3 separate regions of the Mus musculus genome follow, and regions 2 and 3 are each linked to region 1. Evidence: chromatin contacts called from public Hi-C and HiChIP or PLAC-seq data. All regions are on one chromosome and are shown on one strand. The core of a region is the stretch at or near the end of the contact, and the rest is flanking DNA. Distances in the headings are between cores, read along the strand shown. Region 1 holds the start of Pycard (PYD and CARD domain containing). Region 2 has its middle 13 kb from the start of Itgam. Region 3 has its middle 25 kb from the start of Trim72.

Region 1 (5,137 bases), core at 1,512-4,011:
CAAAGCTGGTCATAATAACAGATACTTAGGACACCTGAACTGCAAACTTAGTCCTTAAGCCCCATCCAACCCCATCATCTCTCATACAGTTTTCCATATGTACCCCACTGTCTGTTCACACTTGGCACCAAACACTTGGATTACAACTCATGGAAACCTTGAAGTCTACTTGTCTCAGCATGCTCAAAGCATGCACAAACACTGGCTCAGAGAATATTACTTTTCAGTATCTCTAAGACGAAATAAACCATTGCCACAGTGTATTTTCACAAAGGACCCTTCTAATAGACTGTGCATACCAATAAAAGGCAACCTTTTTTGTCCTCTCCAATCACTAATAAGATTTCACGTGAACTTGTTAGGCCTTTGATCCCAGGCCTATTTAAGACAGGGATCTAGGGGTCAAGTGAGATTCAAAAAATTCCATAGGTAGGACCATAAATAACACTTGGAAGAGTAGCTACTGGACTGGGGATGAAACTCGGTTGTAGAGAGCTTCGTTCACCCTGGTTTTGTCTTCTGTCCACTGAATGATGGCAATACCTGTTAATCTCAGCACTGCTGAGAGACCTGAAAGTACAGATGAGAGAAACAGAATGGCCCTGAAGCTCACAGCCCAGAGTTAGTATGCAGCAAAAAGAACAGGAACTCCTCCCTACCTCAAGGTAAGAAACAGAACTCTGGAGTTTGTCTTCAAGCTTCTGTGCAGACATGCACCCGTGTTTATATTCACACAATACGATCTTCATTTCTTTAAAGGATAAGCCCTTGGGGTTGGAGAGATGATTCTGCAGTCGTAACGACTGCTTTTTCCAGGGGAAACCCATGTTAAATTCCCAGCATTGTGTGGAGGCTCAGCCAGTAACTCCTGTTCCAGGGGATCTGATGCCCTCTTCTGGCTTTGGTTGGCATTGCATGAAATGGTGCACACATATGAACAGCCCCACCCCCAAAATCCACACATAATTAAAAAAAAAAAAAGGCTTGGGCTGGGCATGGTGATACATGCATTTAATCTCATAACTCAGGAGGCAGAGCTGGGCAGATCTCTTGAGTTAGGCCAGCCTTGTCTAGACAGGAGTTCCCAGAGCCCAAAGTCTTCTACGGACTGGTTTGTTTCTAGGTGCCTTTCTAAGCCCCATTGCCTGTTTTTTTTTTGTTTTTGTTTTTTTGAGATAGGGTTTCTCTCTGTACCCTTGGCTGTTCTGGAACAGCCTCCTCTGCCTCCTGGTTGCTGGGATTAACCATTACCTGGTTCCCATCCCCCCCTCTCGCTTTTTAGCTTGACCTGGATAATGTTACATGTGTTCTCAAAGGTAGCCTTTTGGGATAATATGGGAAAAGCTCCCAAATGGGGAGCCAGGAATCATTTGAGAAGCCTTTGCACTAGAATGGAGAAGCCATAACTTGGGTCTGTGGAATTTAGGTGTTGGAGACTGATTTGTGCATGTTTGGTATATGTTCTACCACTGGGCCACATATGGCCTTTGGAAATGTAGCTTAGCTCAGCAAAAACATCCCAGAGAGTAAACACAAATACAAATTGTTTTTTCAAAAATTGTGTATACAAAGTCAGGAGCTAGATAATGTAGCTGGAAAAGATACCTCAGCTCTGCTCCAGGTCCATCACCAAGTAGGGATGTATTTCCTTCAAGGCCTGGAGGAGGGAGTCCTTGCAGGTCAGGTTCCAGGATGGAACAAAGCTGAAGAGCTTCCTCATCTTGTCTTGGCTGGTGGTCTCTGCACGAACTGCCTGGTACTGTCCTTCAGTCAGCACACTGCCATGCAAAGCATCCAGCACTCCGTCCACTTCTGTGACCCTGGCAATGAGTGCTTGCCTGTGCTGGTCCACAAAGTGTCCTGAGGGTGGAAGTGAAAGCAGTGTTTAAAACTGCTTCAAAATTTACTAACGCAGTTTTAGGGGTTGGAGAATCAAGGAAAGCCACCCACCATGACTACATAGGCAAAGATAGGCTGTGCAAGGGTGTGGTAGGGTGGGGAGGCCTCACCTGTTCTGGCTGTACTCTGAGCAGGGACACTGGCTGCAGCTGCCACAGCTCCAGACTCTGCAAAGAAATGCCAGGTGGATCTTTATCAACAGACTTTCAGGGGTTCACTCCCACTCCACCCACGGTGCTAAGTTCAAGGCTACAAAGGGAAGATTTTTTTTTTTTTTTTTTTTTTGGCTATGGCAGGAGGAACAGTTAAGCGCCAAAGAGGCAAGCCTCTGCTGGTGTGCAGGAAGTTGAGGGTAGACGAACAAGGGGACACACTCACCTTCTTTAGTCGTTTGCAGCTGCTCAGCCAGCTCCTGTAAGCCCATGTCTCTAAGCACAGTCATTGTGAGCTCCAAGCCATACGACTCCAGATAGTAGCTGACAAGTTTGTCAGTGAGATCTATGGCGTCCATCTGCAGCAGGGCCCCGCGTGGGATGCGCCCATAGCCTTCTCGCAGTTGCACTGTCAGCAGCTTCATCTTGAACTTTTTGAGTTCATCCCCTGACAAGTTTTCAAGAGCGTCCAGGATGGCATCTCGTGCCCGCCCCATGGCTCTGGGGTGGGCAGCCGCGGTCACCTTTTACTCTTGCTGCTGCTCGCCTGCTGCAGCCTGCCTGCTGCCAGCCCGCCAAGACCAGGAAGTCAGCTGCTTAGGCCGATGGGCATGCTGGGACTCCCCCACCCTCTTTTCTTACAGCTCCTGTTCTTTCCCCAGCAAACTAGTTTTGGTTTCCGCCCCTAAGACTTTCAGACTTGGCTTTTTGGCTAGGCTGAAGAAACTAGGTGGAGGTGGGTTGGTGGAGGAAGTGGGGTGGGGACAGAGGGTGGAGCTAAGTTGTTACTCTGGCAGGTCCGGAGATGCTGAGAGACTCAATAGAGCTTACTTGCAAACCAGCTGTTGCTGAAAAGCAACCTGTTTCTGTTGAGTTTCTTGGAGCATAGAGGTTTAGAATCTTGGAAATCTAGACGCCCCAAATTTTGTTTCCCCAGATCTTAGGATCCACTCACATGCCATTGAATATTAGAATTTTAACAGCTAGAACACTAAGCCCCTTGAATTCCACAGATTTGGACAAAATGAAGTGCGAAAGAGAGTGACTATGTCTTCACCTTAGTTTCTTTCAGCTAAAAGTTTTTGTCACTCCCATCTCTCAGCCTCACATCTGCTAGAAGGTGGGGGACCTGGGCTCATGATGGGTTGGGTTGGAAGGGCTAAGGCTTCTTGAAACCTTACCAAATGCCCCAGCTATTAAATATTTTGTAGTGTGATGACAACTGGAGTGTAGAGACCTGAGTAGACAGCTAGCTACCCCCTTACTCCTGGGCTGGTTAGGATGACCTTGGAGCCTGCTCTGTACCCAGAATTCCTAACTGGCTTTAAACATGGCTGGGGGTCTACTGGTCCATCCCAGTTTTGATCTAGTCAGTCTTGTTTTATACCACACTGCCAGTTTACCCTTATCTTCAAGCTCAGTTCCTCTGGAGTTGCTTTTTCAATTCTTTGCACATGCTGTTCCCTAAACCTTGAAATTGCTTCTCTCTCAGACAAATGCTTGGCTCCTCAACCCTCAGGTTAAATGTTACTTCCTCCGAGAGTCCAGTCTTAAGAGTCCTCCATCTACCCATCTAGATCATATTGCTGCTAGTGAACAAAGCTACTTTTTTGTAGCTCTTGTGCTTTTGTGGGGGAGGGGAGGCTAGGGAGGTTGTTATAATGCCCAGCATGTGCCAAGGGCCCGCTACCTAGTCACCACTTAATGCTTTGCCTATTTATTTACTTTAGATAACCTTGTTGTGTAAGCTAGGCTAGTCTTGAACTCCTGATCCTTTTTGCTCAGCCCCCTGACTGGTTGGAATTGGAATAGCAGGTGTATTCTACCACATCTGGCTTAAGGAGCCTCCCTCCTCTATACAGGATGCCATTCTGTAGCCCTGGCTGTCCTGGAACTCGAGATCCACGTGTCTGCATCGCAAGTGCTTGGATCAAGGTGTGTGCCACTAGGACCAGCAGAGTTTTAACTCTTGACACTTTACAACTATGGATTAAGTTTGCAGGGTGACAGAGTGTCCATCCTTGTGGCATGGTATACCAGCAGCAATTGTGGTGAGATAGCCAGTGTACCTTGACTCATGGCTTATGGTTCCTCATTGATCCCTCCATAATTTTCAGATCATTATGGCCATATATGCATCTTACAGCCTACACAAAGGATGTTGTCCCTTTCCTACTCCTATGAGTCCCCAGATTCCTCAGAGTCAAATGTCATTACTAAGTAATTTTCAACTCTTCTTTAGGCTGGGATCCTCCATAAGTGTCACTTACATGCTTTTTGACAGTCCTTTTAATGGGAAAGATAGCCATGTACAAAAGGGACGATGGACTCAAGAGCACCTTGGTCTGATAACTTATCAGCTTAGCTTCTGTCTTTTTAAAAATAACTGGTCAAACCTAGGGCCTCGTGCATTTATTTGTTTCATTTCTGTTCCCAACATGACTTTCCCTGCTATTTTACCCTCTGTTTTCTCCCCATGATGTTCTTCCATGTCTCTGCCACAGTTTTTATAATATGATGTGTCTACTTTTTCTAGAGTCTGAGAACTTAAGAGCAGAAACCAGATCTGGACCATCTCTGGCCAATACCCAGCATAGGGCTTGTCACTGACTTAGCCTTGAGGGGCCTTCATAGAATGACAAAAGTCCTAATCCTAGAATCGTAGAAATATACGAGAGACAGAGGCAGGAGGTTTTGCCCCATGCACAAAACTGAGGCGAGGTGCAAGAGTCTGATTTGCAAAGAATGATACCCCAGATTCAGATAGTATGCAATAGCAAAGAGCTTTTGTTCCGCTGAGATCCAGCTTGCAGGCTCTGCCATACGACAGCATGGAAGATGGAGGCGTAGGGTAGGCTTTGCAGTTTTAAAGCCTGTTAGGGCAGGAGTGGGTGCCTTTTACCTTTCTTTCCCTTGGTTGGTTGCCTTTGTGATTCTCTAAGGCTCTGGGGGATTTGGGGCACTTTTGCTGATTAGCTATACTTGGTTCAAGCTGGGTGGTGGGGCAGCTTCTACAGCTTCTGACTGACTGCCCATGGGGTTAGAGCAGGCTCGATAATGGGGCAGCTTCCTGATTGGCTAACCAT
Region 2 (5,137 bases), core at 907-3,406, 55 kb after region 1:
GTTGTCCTTCTGATTGCACTATCCTGGGTACCACTCAGGCTCATTTCCCTCAAGTCCTCTCCTCTTACTTTCATTGAGCTGTTCCTTTGTGTCTCCTTTAAACTCCTTGAATTCGTTGATGAAGTCTATGCTTGTTCTCTTAAATTCTGTATTCTGAGGTTCATCTAGGAAACTCAATGGCAAACACTTTTACAGTTCTGGTGGGTTTTGGAGCAAAGATACTGGCTTGATCTTTCATATTGTTGGTAGTTTTTGCAATGAGATCTGGGCATTTAGGCTTCCTTTTAAAATTCTGAGTCAGCCGGGCATGGTGGCACATGCCTTTAATCACAGCACTCGGGAGGCAGAGGCAGGAGGATTTCTGAGTTCGAGGCCAGCCTTGTCTACAGAGTGAGTTCCAGGACAGCCAGGGCTACACAGAGAAACCCTGTCTCGAAAAACCAAAAAAATGTGTGCACCACTGTACTGACACTTTCAACTTCTTATAATAGATTTGTGTGTACCTTCTTGTCTTGTTTCTTAAGACAGGGACTTCACATGTAGCATTCGTGGTGTGCTCCCTAACACGCCATCTCCCTGAATTATCACAATCACCACATTATATTAATAACAAAATTTCCCTGTTTTTGACATAAGAACTAGGAGGTCCAGAGAGCAATGTTACCAAGGCCTGTACTGACAGGGCCGAAGACGTATCTTAGCAGTTAAGAGCACTGGCTACTCTTCCAGAGGAGTGGGATTCAGTTCCCAGCACTCATATCGTGGCTCTTTCTGAGGACCCGACACATTCTTCTGCCCTCCTCCAGCACCAGGCCCAGATGTGGTGTATAGCCATTCATGCTGGCAAAACACCCACATACATAAAAAAATACAATAAAAAAAATCACATACTTATAGAACTAGGGTTTAACACCTCCTCCCAAGTTTGGCTCATATTCTGTGTTATTTACTGCTGTATGACTGTGACCAAAAGATCTGACTTGTGGCTTCAGGGACCAAACTATCTGACTTCTGGCTCCTGGTTTCAGAGCATCTCAGCAAGGTAATGAGTAGCAGAGAGTGAAGCAGAGGCCGCTCAGATCACAGAGAAACGGGAAATGGAGCCTCAGACTCTTGATTTCCTGTCTCAGCCTTCCAAGTACTGGGATTATAGGTGAATAGCTTTATGTTTGTCATCCTCTGTGATTTACAAGATAAAGACCGTGAGGAGCTTTGGCCGTTTGTATAAATAACAAACCATTCGAACCTAAGCGTGATCTGGTGTATCTTTACTGGTCAAATCATTCAGCTGCCAATGCTGTGTGGCCTTGTTTTATGCGCCGATCCGCAGAAAGTGATTGAGAAGATAGGTCAGATCGTTAGTGACTGGCGATGAAACAAGTCATGCCAGTGAGGGGCTGAATTGTTTGACCAGTAAAGATGTACATGTGAACACACACATACAAATGCATCTATGGACACACACATGTACACATACATATGAACTGCCAGTACTTGGGAGACAGAAGTGTGTAGATCTCCGGGAGTTTGAGGCCAGCCTGATTTTAGATAGTGTGTTCCAGGACAGCTGGGGCTACATAGTGAGACCCTGTCTCAAATCAACTACAACAACAATTATAACTATAACACTACTACTACTACAACTACTATCTCTACTACTATTACTATAACTACTACTACTACTACAATTACCATTACTACTATAACAACTACAACAACAACTACTACTACTACAATGACTACAACAACAACTACTACAACAATGACTACAACAACAACTACTACAATAACAACAACAATTACTACTACTACTACTACTATGACGACGACTTCTACAAAAAGAGGTAAAAGGACTAATCTCTGAGCTCTTCTACTTGGAAAGAAAGAATTGGGCAAAGAAACCAAGAAGGAGGAACCAAGGTAGCAGAGACAGCGCTGTGGGGTTTCAGTTGGCAACTAAACAAATTAGTTACAGAAAGTAGTGAGGAAGTGTCAAAGGGTCTGAATCACTAAAGATAAGGACAAGGAACTGAAGGCTGCAGTAAGCCTCATTGGCTTGGTGACCTCTGAAACTGTTTGGTAGGGAAGGGGCTAGGATGGGGTTCGCATGCTTAGAAGGAATTTTAGGGCGAAAACCACACAGCGGATATAGACAACTGCTTTGGAGAAGTTTTGCAAAATGGAAGTGAAACCAGGGCAGTGGTTGATGAGGGAGGTAGGGCCAGATATGGGCTTCTTGCTTCTCTTTGGGAGAAATGTGCTATTCTTGATGGTAGTGTCAGGTCTCCCTTGCCTTTTCTTCATAAAAGTTTGATACATTCATTTATATTTTATCTGTTTGTCTCTCTGTGTGCATGTGTGTGTATGTGTGTGTGTACATGTGGGTATATGTGTATGTATATGTGTGTGTATGTGTGTATGCCCACTTGTGCTGAGATATATGTATTTGTGTCTGTCTGTCTGTCTGTCTGTCTGGGAGTCTGTTATCTCTTTCAGCCGTGAGGATTGCACTGCGGATGTTAGGCTTTTACCCACTAAACCATCTTGCTGGGTTTTTTTTTTCTTTTTTTTTTCAGCAGATCTTCTGTATTCCAGGCTGGCCTTTATATGAGTGGTGTAGCCAAGGATGACCTTGAACTTCTGACCCTCTGTCCTCATCTCCAGAGTGCTGGGATGATTGGTGTGTGTGCTACCACACCTAGCTGTAATTCCTTTCTTTTCCCTTTCTTTTAGATTGATTTATTATTTTAGTTATTTATTTGTTGTTATTATTGTAGGTTTTCTACATAGCCCTGGCTGTCCTAGAGTTCACTCTGTAGACTAGGTTGGCCTCAAACTCACAGAGATCCACCTGCCTCTGCCTCCTCAGTGATGGAATTGAAGGCATGAGTCCCCATGCCCATCCTATTTTTCCTTCCTTCCTCCCTCCCTCCTTCCCCCCTCCCCCCCCCCCCCGTTAGAAAGCAATGATGCTTATTTATCATCATACATTCAGTTTTTTTTCCCACTTCCCTTTCTCCCTCTTGCTCTGGCCCCTGCTTGCTCCGACCCCAACTCCCTCCAGCCCCATTTGCTGGGTGGTTGTGAGCCACCATGTGGTTGCTGGGATTTGGACTCATGACCTCCAGGAGAGCAGCTGAGCCATCTCACCAACCCCATCCTATTTTTCTTATTTTACATTGTGTTATATGTGTGTCTTCATGTGGGTGTGCGCATATGAGTGCACACACCTGTGGAAGTCAGACCAAGCTGGGGGCCTCTGCAACATCAGTCTGTGCTCTCAACTTCTGAGCTGTCTTCAGCTGTTTTTCTTTCCTTTCTTTTTCTTATCTTTCTTCCTCTCTCTCTCTCTCTCTCTCTCTCTCTCTCTCTCTTTCTTTTGAAAGAAGCTCTGGCAAGTTTTATAGCAAAAGAGCTTCCTTGGTTCACTGTTTCTCAGTCTGCTCTGATGTGTTTTTAATGGAAGAAAGAAATAAAAAAGCACATGAGTGTTCCTGGGTTTGGTGGAGGAGGGGAGCATACATGGTTTGTTGTATACATGAGGGGAGCATAGCCAGAGGCAGGGACATCTGGGAGAGTCCAGAGAACATCACCAGACTGAGCTGGACCGTGTGTGTGTGTGTGTGTGTGTGTGTGTAGGGGTTGGAGAGAGAAGGGGATCAAGTGTGGCAGCCAAGAGTGCAAGGACACAAAAGGGGCAGGTAACCAAAATGGCTGGGTCATATAGAGAAGAGCCTCTGGGGGAAGGGCAGCTCAGGGCAGGACCATGGACCAAAACATGGCCCAAGGCAACATCCAGGTCCATGGGCATCAACACGGCCCTGGAGCTTCATCCTAGCCTGGGGCAACAGTATGGACCACTGATACCAGCATGGCCTCCAGGGGAAGTACAGATCATACTGTACAGATGAGGAGGTCCACGCCAGGAAATGAATCATTCTTCATCTCACACATCCTGTTGTTGGGCAGAGCCAGAGTGATGGTGTGGCTGGGCAGTGTGTTAGAGAGGCAGTCTGTGCAAGCCCCAGGCTGCTGCATGCCACCCTGCTGACCCTATTGGGTAACAACACGCCCCTCCAATGACCACACCCTTCTCCCACAGCTGTCACAGCTGTGGCCCCTCTACTTCCGCCTCTCTCCACCTCACATGCACTGTTCTGTTACTCCATCTTTTCCCCCCTCCCAGCACATATCCATTCATTGTAGTGACATTGGAAGCTGCAATGTGTCACACAGTATTTTTTTTTCCCCAAACAGCTTTATGTGCAAGTGCTCATTGCAGTGAGTCTTTGATCTGGTTCAAGGTTTCTGGTTTCTGACACACCATCAGTACTGGACCATCACTGCGACTCCTCTCAGGTATCCTGCTGTTGACTGCTATGGTCTGGCTCCCTTCCCCCGCCCCTAGAATAGCTGTTGCCATTTTGTTCCATGCTTGCCAGATATTTCATATTGCTGCTGTAGAATACCTGCCAGTCACTGACACAGAGAAGTGACTTGGCTCAACGACATGCTGACCACATTCCCTGTTGTTGTTGTTGGTTTTTTTTTTTTTCCCTATATGTTCTGAATGTTCTGTATGAAGTTTGCTAATCTTAAGAAATTCCAAAAGCTTTATGGAGGACCAATCAAATCAAAGGTCAATATGAACTGTTAACGTCTAAATTATCTTGAGTCAGAGCTGACCACTGGGTGGCCCTTCCTGCACCTACACGTGAGCTCACTGTGTTTTTTGTGGCTGACACTGAAGAATGCTACTAATAAGCCAAAAAGTTATGATTATAATATTCATGCTCTGTTATCTCAAAGTTCTGAAATCAGCTTAAAGGTTAGCTGATGATACTTTGTCTACTAAGCCAACTGATCCCCTCCTTGCCCTCTAAACCTGGTTGTTAAGGTTTGAACCTGGTTTTTCTTATAAAAAGTCTACCTTGAGAGCAGACTATTACTGCAGTTAGGATCCTGAGTCTCTTTATTTTGTGGTCCTGGATGTCCTGTATTAAGGTGTGTGTTCAATAAACTATTCTTGCTTAACTGAGGTCAGTGTCTGTTTGGTTTGAGTGGCGATTCCTGAACCTGAACATTGCCCAGAGTCAGGGTGATCCGAGATCTGCTTCTGCAGGACCAGGTTTGTCAC
Region 3 (5,137 bases), core at 1,172-3,671, 36 kb after region 1:
AACAGCAGTATGGAAGTGTAAGCCGAATAAACCCTTTCCTCCCCAACTGCTTCTTGGTCATGATGTTTGTGCAGGAATAGAAATGCTGACTAAGACAGTGATCAAGTAGGGAGGGCCTCTTGTGGGTGATGCCATCCCTGGGCTAGTAGTCTCGGGTTCTATAAGAACATAAGCTGAGCAAGCCAGGGGAAGCAAGCCAGTAAGAAACATCCCTCCATGGCCTCTGCATCAGCTCCTGTTTCCTGATCTGCTTGAGTTTCAGTCCTGATTTCCTTTAGTAATGAACAGTGGTTTGGAGGTGTAAGCTGAATAAACCCTTTCCTCCCCAACTTGCTCCTTGGTCATGATGTTTTGTCCAGGAATATAAACCCTGACTAAGATACAGGTGAAAGGCTGTTTTGCTAAAGCAAGCACATGAAAGAAAGGACTCATGATGAAGGATTCTTTGCTAGCAGCATGCATGTATTGATTTGGCTTACATTTTGTACTTGAACTGCATTTGTCTGGACTCCATAGAGAGAAATGCATCAAAAAATTCTGGTGATGTGGGGGCAGCTTCTTGCTGCTTCTCTGACTCAGCTGATTGGCAGAGTGATGTCGGCAGATATAGACACATGTGGAGTTTTGGTACTCACGTGCTGAGGCAAGGCAAGGCCTGTGGAGGATGTGTGATGTTTGGAGGACTCTACCGACAGTGAAGGAGGCTTGGCTGGGCCTGCTGGCATAGCTAGCTTTTCAAGCTTCTTGGTCTCAAGTCTTCGCTTCATTGAGAGAGGCAGGGCAAAGAACTTCTGGGATCCTTGATGTTCCTAATCTTTCCTGCTGACCCGTGCCGATTCAGCTGAGGCCTGGCTGTCTCTGCTAGGTTGTGCCACCGCTGCTGATCCATGTTTGCTATCCCAACTCCACCATACTGGGCTGCCTAGTACATTAGTGAAGTGTTTGTGAGTGGATGGAGCTGCTGCTGCAGAATCCTGTGAACTGAACTGCTGATTTCCCTTCGACACAGATAGGATTTGCTCCAAAGAACCATTTCTAAACAGGTCTATTTCCCCTGTAGCCTTTCTTTCCCTCTAGCTCTGGTGGGTGGTGGGCTAGAAGGGAGGTTGAAACATTTAAGAACCATCATTAGAAGTAGGCGTTGAAAAGTGAAGACCACAGAGACAAATGCATTTGATGATCTTGATTAACTGTGAGCAGCAATTGGAGAGCATGCAATTAGCCAGGCTCCATCTGGGTGGCTCTTAACTTCAGTTGGCCATGCTTTATGCCTCACTAACCCATGGCTCCCTACTTCTCTCCACCTTTTCTCTCTCCTCATGGTTCTCCTCAGACACCAAGCCCGGGAGCCCCAAACCCCGCCTATCTCAATTCTGCCCAGCTATAGGCTGTAGGCATCTTTATTCGCCAATCAGTCATAACTTGGGGGGCAAGGTCACATAGCATCTCTTGGGTCTCTGTGCAGATTTTCTCCTCCTTAGGGGCAGCTAGGCCTTAGGGGCCAGCATTTAGCATTAGGATACGTAGCAAAAGACCAAACCTCAACAGATCATCCATTAAGAAAATGCATATCAGGTTGGCTCACAGGCCAACCTGGTGGGAGCAATTTACTCAACTGAAGCTCCCTCTTACAAAGTGACTTCAACTATGCTAACTTGATGTAATAAGTAGCCAGTACAGTTTGAAGTACTTTGACAAAATTTCTTCTAAGTGGAGGAGACCATTTGAGCCATTGTCCATGATGACGGAGAGCCCACATCATTTTCCCTTTCTGGACAGCCATTTCTCTGTCTGTATTGAGAAAGAACAGGCCTAGATTATTTTCCGAGATCTAGTTGCCTTCGTTGGTCCCTCCCCAAACAGATCCAGGACAAAGATTCCAGAGCAATGCAGGCAGGAGTGCTAGGCCCCACTGGTTTATTCATTAAGGTAGTTGAGTCATTTCTGCTGTGAGGGCTTGATTGGCCCTGCCTGAGCTAGGGGTTCTGGAAGAAACAGTGCGGCTTGGAGAAGAGTAGGTAAGTAGTGGCTTCTTGGACCATCAGGTCTTGCACTGGGTCCAGAGGGATGGGATGGGTTTCCCAGGAAAGATTATTTAGATGTGAGGACAGAATGTCTGAATTGGGAGGACACACAGTAGAGCAAGGACAGTGTCTTAGTTAGGGTTTCCCTGCTGTGAACAGACACAATGACCAAGTTTATAAGGACATTTAATTGGGGCTGGTTCAGAGGTTCAGTCCATTATCATCAAGGTGGGAGCATGGCAGCATCCAGGCAGGCATGGCGCAGGAGGAGCTGAGCATTCTACATCTTCATCTGAAGGCTGCTAGGAGAATATTGGCTTCCAGGCAGCTCAGATGAGGTCTGAAAGCCCACACCCACAGTGACACACTTCCTCCAACAAGGCCACAGCTGCTCTAACAGGACCACACCTTTTAACTCCCTGGGCTGAGCATATACAAACCATTACAGAGAGGCTAAGTCTAGGATACAAGAGGATGGCTCAACATGAGTTTTACAGAAACAAGATGGGACCAGATCTAGGGTCTAGAAAGCAATGGGTAGGAATCTGAGGTGAGGACCTGGCCGAGGGTGTGAGGGTTGAGCGCCAGGGTTCTGTGCTATTGGGAGGGACTAGAGCTTGCTGCCAAAAGCCTGTGCGGTGCTTTTGTCTCTGCCCTCAGGATTCAGGCAGCCTTTATTAAAGACATGGTCTTGCTGTGTAGCCTGGACTATCCTCTGCTCACTCTGTAGTTCAAGACGATGGCGAACTCCTGCCGTAGCCTCTTGAGCTAGGATTGTAAGCATGTGTTACCATGCCTGATCTTCTTTAATTAAAAAAATTGTTTGAGAATTTTTTTTTGAGAATTTCATATAATGTATTTTGATCATATTCATTACCCAGCTCTTCTCAGATCTATGTGACAGTCCCTACCACACAACTTTGTGTTTTCAATAAAACAAAACAAAACCAAACCTCTGGGTGGTCGTGGCATGTCCCTGTAATCCCAGCACTCCAGAGGGAGAGGTACTCTGAATTTGAAGCCAGCCTGGTTTACAGAGTGAGTTCCAAGACAGCCAGGGCTACACAGAGAAACCTCTCTCAAAAAATATAAATAACCAAAACCAAACCAACCAAACAAAAGACAAACCAAAACCCACCAAACCAAACCAAAAAAACAACCAATGAACCAACCGAAAAAAAAAAATCAAAACATTGAGTCCAGTTTGATCTAGCCATATATTCTTGGGTGTGTGGGCATTCGATGGAGTGAGTCAATCTCCCAAGGGTCTCTTCAGAAAAATTTAGCACTGATTTGGCCAGGCACTTATTGATAGGTGTAGAAATTGTACCATTTTCCACAGGGGTTAGTTTCCAAGATAGTGTGGCAAATTAAGGGCAGATAAAATGTGTTGCTTAATTAAAAAAAAAAAAGGTGTGTGTATGCAGATGCCAAAAGAGGTCTGAAGAGGGGTCTCCTGGGCGAGTCACTTAACACGGGTGCTGGGGACAGACCTTAGGTGCCCTGGACACGCAACAGATGCTCTTAACCTCTAAACCATCTCTCCTCCCCTTTTTCCTTTCTTTTTCTCTCTTTTATTTCTTTGCTATTTGTTTTGAGACAGGAATTCACTATGTGGCTTTGGCTGGCCTAGAACTCAGCTCAGGCTGGCCTCAAACTCACAGAGACCTGCCTGACTCTGCTTTTGAATGCTGGGATTAAAGGTGTGTGCCACCATGCCCGGCCAAATTTTCTTCTTTATTTTTAAAGATTTACTTGTATTATTTTAATGTGGGCATGCCTCTGTGTGTGTGTGCAGGTATCCACAGGCCAGAGGAGTTGGATCCCCTGGAGCTGGACTCACCCTATGTTGGTGCTGGGAACCAAACTCAGGTCCTTTGGAAGGGCTGTATGTGCTCCTAACTGTTGAGCTGTTTGTCATGTTTGCAGCGCCATAGAGGTCAGAGGAAGCATCAGATCCCCTGACACTGGCATTCCAGATGGTGATGAGCAGCCGTGTGAGTCCTGGGAACTGATCCCTGATCCCATGGAAGGTCAGGGAACTGTTCTTAAGTGCCAAGCCATCTCATCCCTTCAGCCACAGAAGTTGCTTTCTTAACTAATATCCCTGGAATCATTTTGTGAAGTCACCTCCCTTTTCAAGGTACCCACTCCAACCTTCTTTTGTTTCTTTTTGGCAGTGTTCGGAATAGAACCAGGGCCTCACACTTGGGAGTCTTCCTCTCTTAAGCTCTTTGCTTTCTTCGCTTTTTGCTTGTTTTTTTTTTTTTTTTTTTTTTTTTTTTGAGACAGGATTTCATGTCATTCAGCTTAGCCTCTAAACCAATTGTGGGCAAGGGTGGACTTGAACTTCCGACCCTCTTGCTCCAGAGAGCTAAGGCTTTGCTTTGTATTTGCCCAAGAAAAAAAGTCCTTGTCCCTGAACATAATGTGCTTTCATGCCCCTGCTTGAGCCAATTGCTTAAGTCACGGTGATAGAGCATACGAATTGGCCTATCAGCGCTTGACAGGTCCCGCCCTAGAGCTAGTGTAAGAGCCAAACTCAACCTATCAGTTCCACCGGCCCGAAGACCAGGTACCTTCTTGGAATGCTGGGAGTTGTAGTTCTTGGAAAATAACAAAGCCACATGGGCAATACCCTTGATTTGGGCTGAATAGTTTTTGTCCTGGAAAAGCCCATAGGACATGTGTCTTACTTATTGCCACTCACTGGGAACCAGGGCTAGACCTGAACAGGATCCATTCTTCTGGTCAGTGCTTAGTTAAAACTGGCTTCAAGTTTGTCTCAGAACTGTGGAACTGGTTTTTCTCTTTGTGAATCTCAGAATTAACGCTAGAGTTTCCAAACCACAGAGGCTTTCAAATGGAAACCAAGAGTCGCTGGGGTGGGAGAAATTGAAGCTGATGAAGGAATCACAGTGGCCAGCAGAAAATCAAAGTCGTGTTGTGGAGCTGGGCTGTGTGTTGGGTTCCAGGTGGAAGCCGAGAAAACTCACCTCAGAGACAGAAGCTAAAAAAGAGAGTTAAAAAACCTCACTTCAGAGACAGAAGTTAAAAATGAAAGCTTTATTTTCTGAGCACTCAGGGAGGTGGCCAGTTCTGGATTGAACCTT

Evidence for each region. Hi-C and Micro-C count contacts between places; a contact is called where the count stands out from the background. HiChIP or PLAC-seq counts read pairs in DNA pulled down with a chosen protein or histone mark.
Region 2: a contact with region 1 is called in an H3K4me3 HiChIP or PLAC-seq map of bone marrow-derived macrophages, with 5 times the contacts expected there. The contact joins the enhancer-like site here to the promoter of Pycard in region 1. A contact is called at or near these places in 8 of 39 promoter capture datasets (the 3T3-L1 cell line, the C10 cell line, the HPC-7 cell line and 4 more), 3 of 15 datasets of contacts at CTCF or cohesin (CD8 T cells, the NIH/3T3 cell line and large pre-B cells), 23 of 484 Hi-C or Micro-C datasets (the G1E-ER4 cell line, the HPC-7 cell line, LSK cells and 16 more), 15 of 115 datasets of contacts at active chromatin or transcription factors (CD8 T cells, the HPC-7 cell line, the SCID.adh cell line and 9 more) and 3 of 9 other capture datasets (adipose tissue, liver and pancreatic islet).
Region 3: a Hi-C map of colon epithelium shows a contact between it and region 1, with 2.2 times the contacts expected there. The contact joins the enhancer-like site here to the promoter of Pycard in region 1. A contact is called at or near these places in 4 of 39 promoter capture datasets (the 3T3-L1 cell line, 3T3-L1-derived adipocytes, the HPC-7 cell line and 1 more), 1 of 15 datasets of contacts at CTCF or cohesin (the NIH/3T3 cell line), 6 of 484 Hi-C or Micro-C datasets (the HPC-7 cell line, bone marrow-derived macrophages, colon epithelium and 3 more), 7 of 115 datasets of contacts at active chromatin or transcription factors (CD8 T cells, the SCID.adh cell line, bone marrow-derived macrophages and 3 more) and 3 of 9 other capture datasets (adipose tissue, liver and pancreatic islet).

What each region holds. Positions count from the first base shown.
Region 1 is chr7:127,991,106-127,996,242 of GRCm38.p6, forward strand. Pycard (PYD and CARD domain containing) reads right to left here and starts at 2,762. Exons shown (of 3, transcript NM_023258.4): 1 at 2,278-2,762; 2 at 2,010-2,066; 3 at 268-1,860. The coding sequence starts at 2,548. The coding sequence ends at 1,607.
Region 2 is chr7:128,046,930-128,052,066 of GRCm38.p6, forward strand. No RefSeq gene overlaps it. Among named protein-coding and RNA genes, the nearest start is that of Itgam, 13 kb to the right of the region's middle. Within about 2 kb of position 2,157, at least 117 of the 459 cell types and tissues checked have an H3K27ac peak or open chromatin away from gene starts, as enhancers often do. A contact at or near this core is called in CD8 T cells, the HPC-7 cell line, the NIH/3T3 cell line and 17 more, where this site is marked.
Region 3 is chr7:128,027,235-128,032,371 of GRCm38.p6, forward strand. No RefSeq gene overlaps it. Among named protein-coding and RNA genes, the nearest start is that of Trim72, 25 kb to the left of the region's middle. Within about 2 kb of position 2,422, at least 10 of the 459 cell types and tissues checked have an H3K27ac peak or open chromatin away from gene starts, as enhancers often do. A contact at or near this core is called in CD8 T cells and colon epithelium, where this site is marked.